2 separate regions of the Mus musculus genome follow, and region 2 is linked to region 1. The links are chromatin contacts, called in public promoter capture Hi-C maps. All regions are on one chromosome and are shown on one strand. The core of a region is the stretch at or near the end of the contact, and the rest is flanking DNA. Distances in the headings are between cores, read along the strand shown. Region 1 holds the start of Pip5k1a (phosphatidylinositol-4-phosphate 5-kinase, type 1 alpha). Region 2 holds the start of Pias3 (protein inhibitor of activated STAT 3).

Evidence for each region. Promoter capture Hi-C pulls out the DNA fragments that hold promoters and counts their contacts.
Region 2: a contact with region 1 is called in a promoter capture Hi-C map of pre-B cells, with 3 times the contacts expected there. The contact joins the promoter of Pias3 here to the promoter of Pip5k1a in region 1. A contact is called at or near these places in 1 of 39 promoter capture datasets (pre-B cells), 1 of 115 datasets of contacts at active chromatin or transcription factors (large pre-B cells) and 2 of 9 other capture datasets (adipose tissue and liver).

What each region holds. Positions count from the first base shown.
Region 1 is chr3:95,104,873-95,108,751 of GRCm38.p6, reverse strand. Pip5k1a (phosphatidylinositol-4-phosphate 5-kinase, type 1 alpha) reads left to right here and starts at 1,822. Exons shown (of 15, transcript NM_008847.3): 1 at 1,822-2,376. The coding sequence starts at 2,301.
Region 2 is chr3:96,695,666-96,699,484 of GRCm38.p6, reverse strand. Pias3 (protein inhibitor of activated STAT 3) reads right to left here and starts at 2,409. Exons shown (of 14, transcript NM_001165949.1): 1 at 2,290-2,409; 2 at 1-65. The coding sequence starts at 2,313.

The DNA of each region.
Region 1 (3,879 bases), core at 573-3,072:
GGGCTGTGACAGTGGCCATTTCCTGGGCGATGTAGAGACAAAGGCCCCTAGGAAGCTTAAGATGTTTTTTTTTTTTAATTTTTCTTTCAGAACTGAAATACAAACTATAGGGAGATAATTCTGTTTTTAACTGCCTTATGCATTTAGGTCCTTTTTGCCTACTTACAATTTCAGAGTCTGAAATAGCTTTAATCTCTACCTCAATTGATTTTTAGAGCACCTTAGGAAATAGAATCAACTGAGTTTACACTTAACTCAAGTGTTTGTTAACTTGTGCAAGAGGAGGGCAGAGGAAAACTTGAATGGATCAATTCTCTTATCCCATCTCATGGACCTAGGCATAGTTTGGTGCCTTTATCTGATGAGTGGTCTTAACAGTTCCCAGGTGACTGAATGCCTTTTCTGGAAATATAGACAATTTATTCAACAGTATTTACTAAGTATCTGTGAGACACAACTTCACCTGTGAGTGAATAGCACTGTCTGACACCAGTAACAGCAGGGCGAAGGTTTCAGGTACAGTACAACATACAATACTTCAGTGCTACCGAGTCAAAATGCTGTTGAATTAGTGATGCTAATTCTATCAAATGAAGTTTGTCAATCTTTAGTACCCAAGGGAGCACAAAGAATCCAGCAGATGGCAGTAAGGAAACAAATATTTTAGGTCTTGAAGGCAGAGGAAGAAATCTGAGGTTAAGGAATGGGAGATATTTGATGGATACTCTGGCCCTGGGTTCCCTTTGGAGGAACATCTGGATAGGTGTCCAGGCCACTTTAGAACCAATAAGCTGGAGGTTTTTTCCCATGCCTTTTATTTATTCATTTCACAAATAATTATTGAGTGATTACCTTGTACAAAAATGTGACAGGAGGTGGACATAGAACTTTAGCACACAGTCTTTGCTTTTCAGAAGCGCTTGTTCAAAAAGGCCTTCCCTAGGCTTCCCATAATATTCACAGCTGCTAGGGTTCTTTGTAAAAACTGGGCAGAGGGCTGGTGAGATGGCTCAGTGGGTAAGAGCACCCGACTGCTCTTCCGAAGATCCAGAGTTCAAATCCCAGCAACCACATGGTGGCTCACAACCATCCCTAATGAAATCTGATGCCCTCTTCTGGAGTGTCTGAAGACAGCTACAGTGTACTTACATATAATCAATAAATAAATCTTTAAAAAAAAAAAAAAAAAACTGGGCAGAGTTCATATGACAACTAGGCTAGAGTAGAATCCCTCTGTATTTCTATGCCCTTTGGAGTATAGATAATTAGCAACTGAATGCTAAGGAGGACTTTGGATAGGGGGAGGTTATTTGATAGTCTGTAGTCTTTTTTTTATCAGGTCTTTTAAACTTTGTTTTTATGTATTTTTCTTACTTTTCTTCTTATATTGTTGACAAATCCTCATTGCCTTATTTATCAAATATTTACATTTAATGAACTCTGTCGCTGTGTCTAGCACTGTTTGAAGTAAACAAAACATCTATTTTTATGTCTTTAGAAGGAAGATCCCACAAGCCGACACCTTAAACAGTAAAGGCTGGAAGAATTCTTGATGGTTGTGATGTTTTGTAGTGCACAAGAGCTTAACATTTCGGACTTGACACAGAGCTGCGTTCCGAATTCTTTCCAGGACTGTCATTTGAGGAGCTCAGTCCATCTCGGTCCAGCTGATTCTTAACAAGAGTTCTTAGCAACCCGATCAAAGATACGAACCTATATTGGCCTACTGAGCCACCGTAGACTCACGGTCTACGGTCGGTGGATTCCTTGGGGTGTGGCATCATCTGTCACGTGATCCGAAGTCCCCTCTGATTGGCTTCTCTTTTCTCCGGCTAGATAGACGAACGCCGAGAAGCTGTGGCGCATGCGCAATACCGGGGTTTCCTTGGCCGCCCACCCTGAGCCGAGCGGTGGAGTTGGGGATAAACAGGCAGTGGCTGGGGAGGTGAGGGAGGGGGGGCATTCGCTTTTGGGGGCACCTCAGGTGCCTAGGTTTTCCTTTAGGTTTGTTCTATCCGAGACGCGGGACTCCCGGGGCCCGGCTCAAGTGTTCCTGTCTGGTAAGAGAAGGTAGCTTTGGCGGAGAGCAGTTCAAGTTGCTAGGAAGGTGCGAGACTGCAGCTCTCCCCCATGCCGGGCAAGTGGTGCGGTCCTGAGCTTGTCCTGGAGCCTGAACAACGCCTGTGAGAAGCCCGCCGAACGCGGGTTCTGTGAAGAGACGTGGGGAAGATTCGATTCCGAGAAAAGGAAAAGCCGGATTGAAAGGGAGCGAAGCCGCTGAGGGGGAGGGGGCTGCCAAGATGGCGTCCGCCTCCTCAGGGCCAGCGGCGGCCGGGTTTTCATCCCTTGATGCCGGGGCCCCTGCTGGTACCGCAGGTGAGTCGGGTGGGACGCGGGCAGCCGACTGAGGAGGACTGTGAGATGGGAACAAGACCGAGTCCTGGGAGGGGACCTGTGGTTGAGGATGTCCGAGGGGTTGCCCCTAAGGGAGGACAGGACCGGACTTTGAAGTAGACAATTCTATTACTAGAGGAGTCTGGGGGAAAGGATGGATGTCGCTGAGAAAAAGGGAAGCTGACGAAAACTCACACAGTGTCTCAGAGGCGACTGCGTTGAGAACTTTGAGGAGGAAGGATGGAGACTGAAGGTTGGGGGTTAAGAGAGAAACGACAACAGGAGTGGAGAAACGAATCAGTGGAGACTGAGGATACAGCTTAGTAGTGGAGATCTCGTCTAGCATGCATCAGGATCTGGGCTTAATAAGACAAAATAACGTAAACGGAGTATTGGTAGATAAAGGTGTAAGGTAGATACCAAAGTGATTGTGAAATTAATAGATCAAAATGTTGAGGGGATTATGGAACTTAAAAGTAATGGAGAGTCATGGGAATTGTGGATTTTATTGGGAGTAAGTTCCTGGAGTGGCTTTCCGCTCAGACTCCCTCCCCCACCCCCCGCCCGCCCCCCTCCCAGTGCGTCATTCCTCCTCTCATCTCTTGTCAGCAGCAGCCAGCCACATGCTTACTTTCTCACATTAACTCTTTAGGGGATTCCTATCTTTAGGTTGTACAACTGTGGAAAGGAATGAGGAGTTGTGTTGTTTTGTATTTTGATACAGGCACTTCTTATGCCTTCCTGACTGGCCTTAGTGCTGGGATCATGGGAGCTTACTATAGTCAGCACAGAGGGAAACATTGGAAACATCTAAAGGATGAGGAGGGAGGTCAAGGTCAAAACACCCTAAAAGAAGGAGGGTAAATGAAATGAAGCCTTGACTTGTAGAAGAGTCGGGGTTAGGCCTGTGGTTAGGCTTCATAAAGATGGGGAGGGGTGTGTGCGACTTGAGAGCTATGGGAGGATGTTGCATAATAGGATAGGGACTGGAGGAATGCCTAGGATGATGTATGAAGAAATCGTAAGGAACTGGGCAATATGGAGAGGTCAGAGTAGTTAGAGATTAGTAGGGATTGAGGGCTGGAAAGGCCCGCAAAGAAAAGCCACAGCAGATTGTCTGTGGGAGGGGAAATGTGTATGGGGGTGAATCAGAAGCTGCTCCAGAGGAATGTTGGGTGTTCCTCAGTAACTGTTGCCTGAGAAGCTGCTGGGTATGAGGTGGGTTTTTTTTTTCCTTTTTTCTGTGATTTTTGTCCTTGCCATTTATTTTATTTTATTTTATTTTATTTTATTTTGAGACTGGGTTTCTCTGTGTAGTCCTGGCTGTCCTGGAACTCACTCTGTAGAGGCTGGCCTCGAACTCAGAAATCTGCCTGCCTCTGCCTCCCAAATGCTGGGATTAAAGGCGTGGGCCACCATGCCCGGCTGTCCTTGCCATTTTGAGTTGACTTGAGTTTCCCCTTAAACATAGTCATAGATACCTTC
Region 2 (3,819 bases), core at 1,160-3,659, 1.6 Mb before region 1:
TTGTTCCTGCCAGCGAAGCCGAGGAGCACCTGGAGCTCAGACACTCGGAAACTCATCACCATGTGCTGCGGGGAAGAGCACAGAAACGATCCGGCTTCAAAAGGGCCTGTCCTGCTGGTGACATGGAAGCTGAGCTACTGGGCGGCAGTGCCGCTCCTCTCGGTCCCCAGTGTTGAAAAGTGCTCTAAAGCTAGTGTACCACCTCTGAGTACCTCTGACCTGACAAGCTGAACCCACAAGCACCACCTAGCCCCCATCCCTACCCCTAATCCAGAGATTCCCTTAAGCTGATTATTGTCTCTCAGGGCTCAGACTCTCAGAGCCCTAGCCTCCTGGGAAAAAGATAGGACACAAGGAAGGAGAGGATTCAGGGCAGACAGCCCATGAGAGAGTGGCCAGGTGACAAGAGGATTGTATCCCACGGCCACCTCCCTATCACCTGATCCATCCTGTTCTCCCCGTGCTTCTGAATTGAAACTTTTTAAAGTCAGGGCTTTAAGCCAGAGTTCAACACTCCATCATCATCATCATCACCACCATCATCATCATCATCCACACCTTTTCATTGCCTACATGCCCATACTCCTTTAGTCTTGTTTACTAGAAGATAGCTACCAAAATGTGTAGGGGAGAAGTCCCCAAGTCTCAGTAATTGGCCAGACTTACTCCATCTGTCAGTGATCGCTAATTTCTCTGCCAGTGAAATGAGCCAATTCAAGCCAAATTAGATTAGATTAAAGGTAAATTTGCCGGGCGTGGTGGCGCACGCCTTTAATCCCAGCACTCGGAAGGCAGAGGTAGGCGGATTTCTGGGTTCCAGGCTAGCCTGGTCTACAAAGTGAGTTCCAGGACAGCCAAGGCTACACAGAGAAACCCTGTCTCGAAAAAAACAAAAAAACAAAAAAAAACAAAAACAAAAAAAAAGTTAAGTTTATTAGGAAGCTGTCCTAAGGGAATCGCCATAGGGTGGAGGAAAGGGGGGGGGAACGCACAAAATGTCTGGATTATATAGGGAAGAACCTTGGGGGAAGGGCAGCCCAGCCCCTGGGCTGGAAAGTTTAGGGTTGAGGCCTTAGAATGCCAGGTAGGGACTGAGGGATGCTGGGAGAACCTGGAGGCCAGGGCTGCTTTGAGATGTAAAATATGCACCTCAGCCCCCTTGTCCTGGGGTCTGAAACCAAACAGTCCAGAACTACCATCTTCCTTCTTTCTCTCATACATGGTATATTCATAGATAGCCACCAGGGTGGGAACCAAGGCAAACTTCTCAACAGAGACCCCAAGAGAATGAGAATGGGGTCTGTGAACCAAAGCACAGAAGTCAGCTCTTAAACGTGGATGGCCCAATGGCTAGAACTCAGGCTTACTCGGGACAAGGATGGGGCGAAGCCAGAAGATGGGGGAATGAAGGTCTAAGGTTCTGTAGGATATCTTCTGGTGTGGTTCCTTGGAGACTGTGTTGTGGTGGGGCAAGATCTCTCTCCTTCTAGGGCTCCCTTCTGTGAATGTCTAGAAGACCTAGTCACGGGTGGACCATTAGCTCTCCCAAGTTCTTTTCCTCCTGGTCTCCTTTTCAGGAATGTGATGAAAACCTTGTCCTTCTCTCTACCTTTCCATCCTTGGCTCCTCCTACTTGTTTTTATTTCTCCACTGGCTCAATAACTTTTTTTCTATCCAGTGGTTCACACTTCTCTACCTCTCCAACCACAGGACCTCATTAGGACAGTTCCTTACTCTAAGCCTCCAGGATGCTCCTGCCTCATCTCTTAAGGTACGCTCCTGTACAGCCCCGCCCCCTTACGTCTCAGCCCCCCTATCGGTACTGCCCAAGGCTCGGATGCCCACAGCAGCCCCAAGCCTAAGCTTCAGGTCCCCGGGAGCTTGATAACATCTGGTCCTCGGGTCCCATCCCTACGGCTCCCCCTCACTGTCACACCTCTTGGCCTGATGGACTCACCCCTACGCCTCTAGAGGAGCTTTCCCTCGCCCGCCTGTACCCTGCAACTACCTACTACTAAAAGCGGCTACGGCCCCGCGTCCCCGCCCCTTGTGCCTCGGCCCTCCGGGGCGACAATTCCCCCCTCCGCCCCACCCCTGCATCTGCCCTGCGGCCCCGCCCCCGGGGCGCCACCGCAGCCCCTTTTCGCGGCCGCTGCCCGCGCATCCCTGTAGCCAGTCCCTGCCACGTCGCCCGCACCCACCCCATCCCGCTGCGCCCAGCCTGGTCGCCTCCCCGCCTCAGCGGGCAGCCGAGCGAGTCCTGCTGGGGCTGGGGGAGGGGGCCGGTACCTTTAACTCGCCCAGCTCCGCCATCTTGAGACATCGCAGGCGCCCCAGCCCGAGCCGGAGCTCAGGCCCAGGGACCGGCGCAAACTCTCCGCCCCAGCGCCGGCCGCAAAGGCCGCCTGCTCCGCCCCGTCCGGCCCCCTACACCTCCCCTTCCCGGCCCCGCCCGCCGGGCTCCGGACCGCCGCCGGCCTCGCCCCTTCTCCTGCAGCCGGATGGCCGGGGCAAGTCTCCCGGCGGCGGGAGACACGGTGGCCCCGCAGGGAGTGTGCAGCCCGGGGATCTCGGGGCCCTGCGGGTAACGACGAGAAGGCGGACCCGAAGGGATGGGCTTTTAGGCAGCCAAGGATACTTGAAAGATGGAGGGAAAGTATCCGGAACTGCCGGAGCTCCGAGGGATGGGGGAGGGGCGGCGAAGTTGGAGCCCCTGTCCCCCGGAGATCTCCGCCGCAAGTTTAGTTAGCGAAATCCCAGAGTCCCGCCAACTCTGAAAGTGATGCTCTCCTGTCCTTTTTGGGGGAAGTTGGGGACTTGCGAACTGTTGGAGACGGCTGTTCCGAATTCTTCACCTCCCCCGAACACAGCAATTACAAGCTTAGGTCCTGCTAGCGCCATACGACTCAAGGCTTGACAGGCAACAAAGTTGGGTGCGGAAAGCAGGACTTACCCGCAGAGTTGCGGGGGTGAGCCCCGGTGCAGAAAGGGCTCGCGCAGCTCCGGCAGTCTGCTGCACGGCTGGAGTTCAGTCGGGCAGCTGGACGCTGCAGCCGCAGCACCGCCCGGGCCTGAGCTCCGCCCGGCCAAGCGTTGCTGCTGGGGCCGCCCCCTCCAGGGTAAGCCCGCCAGGACCTCGGAGAGGGGAGAGGGGCGGAGCCCAGGAGCCGGGCGGGAGTTATTAACTCCTCTGAGCGCTGAGGAGAGAAGAGATTCTGGGCATTCAAAGTTTGAGTAGTCCTTTGATCCCTTGCGGGAGGGAGTGTAGAGCCTGGACTGGGCTGGACTGGGACTATGTGCATTGGGACTCTGGTTGTTTAGAAAGGTTATAGGATGAGATCTCCATCTATCTGGGGGAAAACCTGGGCTACAAATGGAAAATAAGCAGCCCAATCCCTACAGATAACCCTCTATCTCCCAACCTCCAAATATGCTTTCAGTAACTAGGGATCCCACAGTTGGTGAACACAAGGAGATACAGGTACAGAAGACACACTTCTGCCCCTCTTTAAAGTGCCTACTTCCTCCTCCAAAGCTTTGGACCCTCCAAAGGGCCCTGTTTCAACCAAGTTGGTCACTTAACCTGACGATTTGAGTAGTTCATTTCTTTGTTTGTTTGTTTGTTTGTTTGTTTTTCGAGACAGGGTTTCTCTGTGTAGCCCTGGCTGTCCTGGAACTCACTCTGTAGACCAGGCTGGTCTCGAACTCAGAAATCCACCTATCTCTGCCTCCCGAGTGCTGGGATTAAAGGCATGAGCCACCACTGCCTGGCTGAGTAGTTCATTTCTATATCTATAAAGATAGCTACTTTAAGGCACT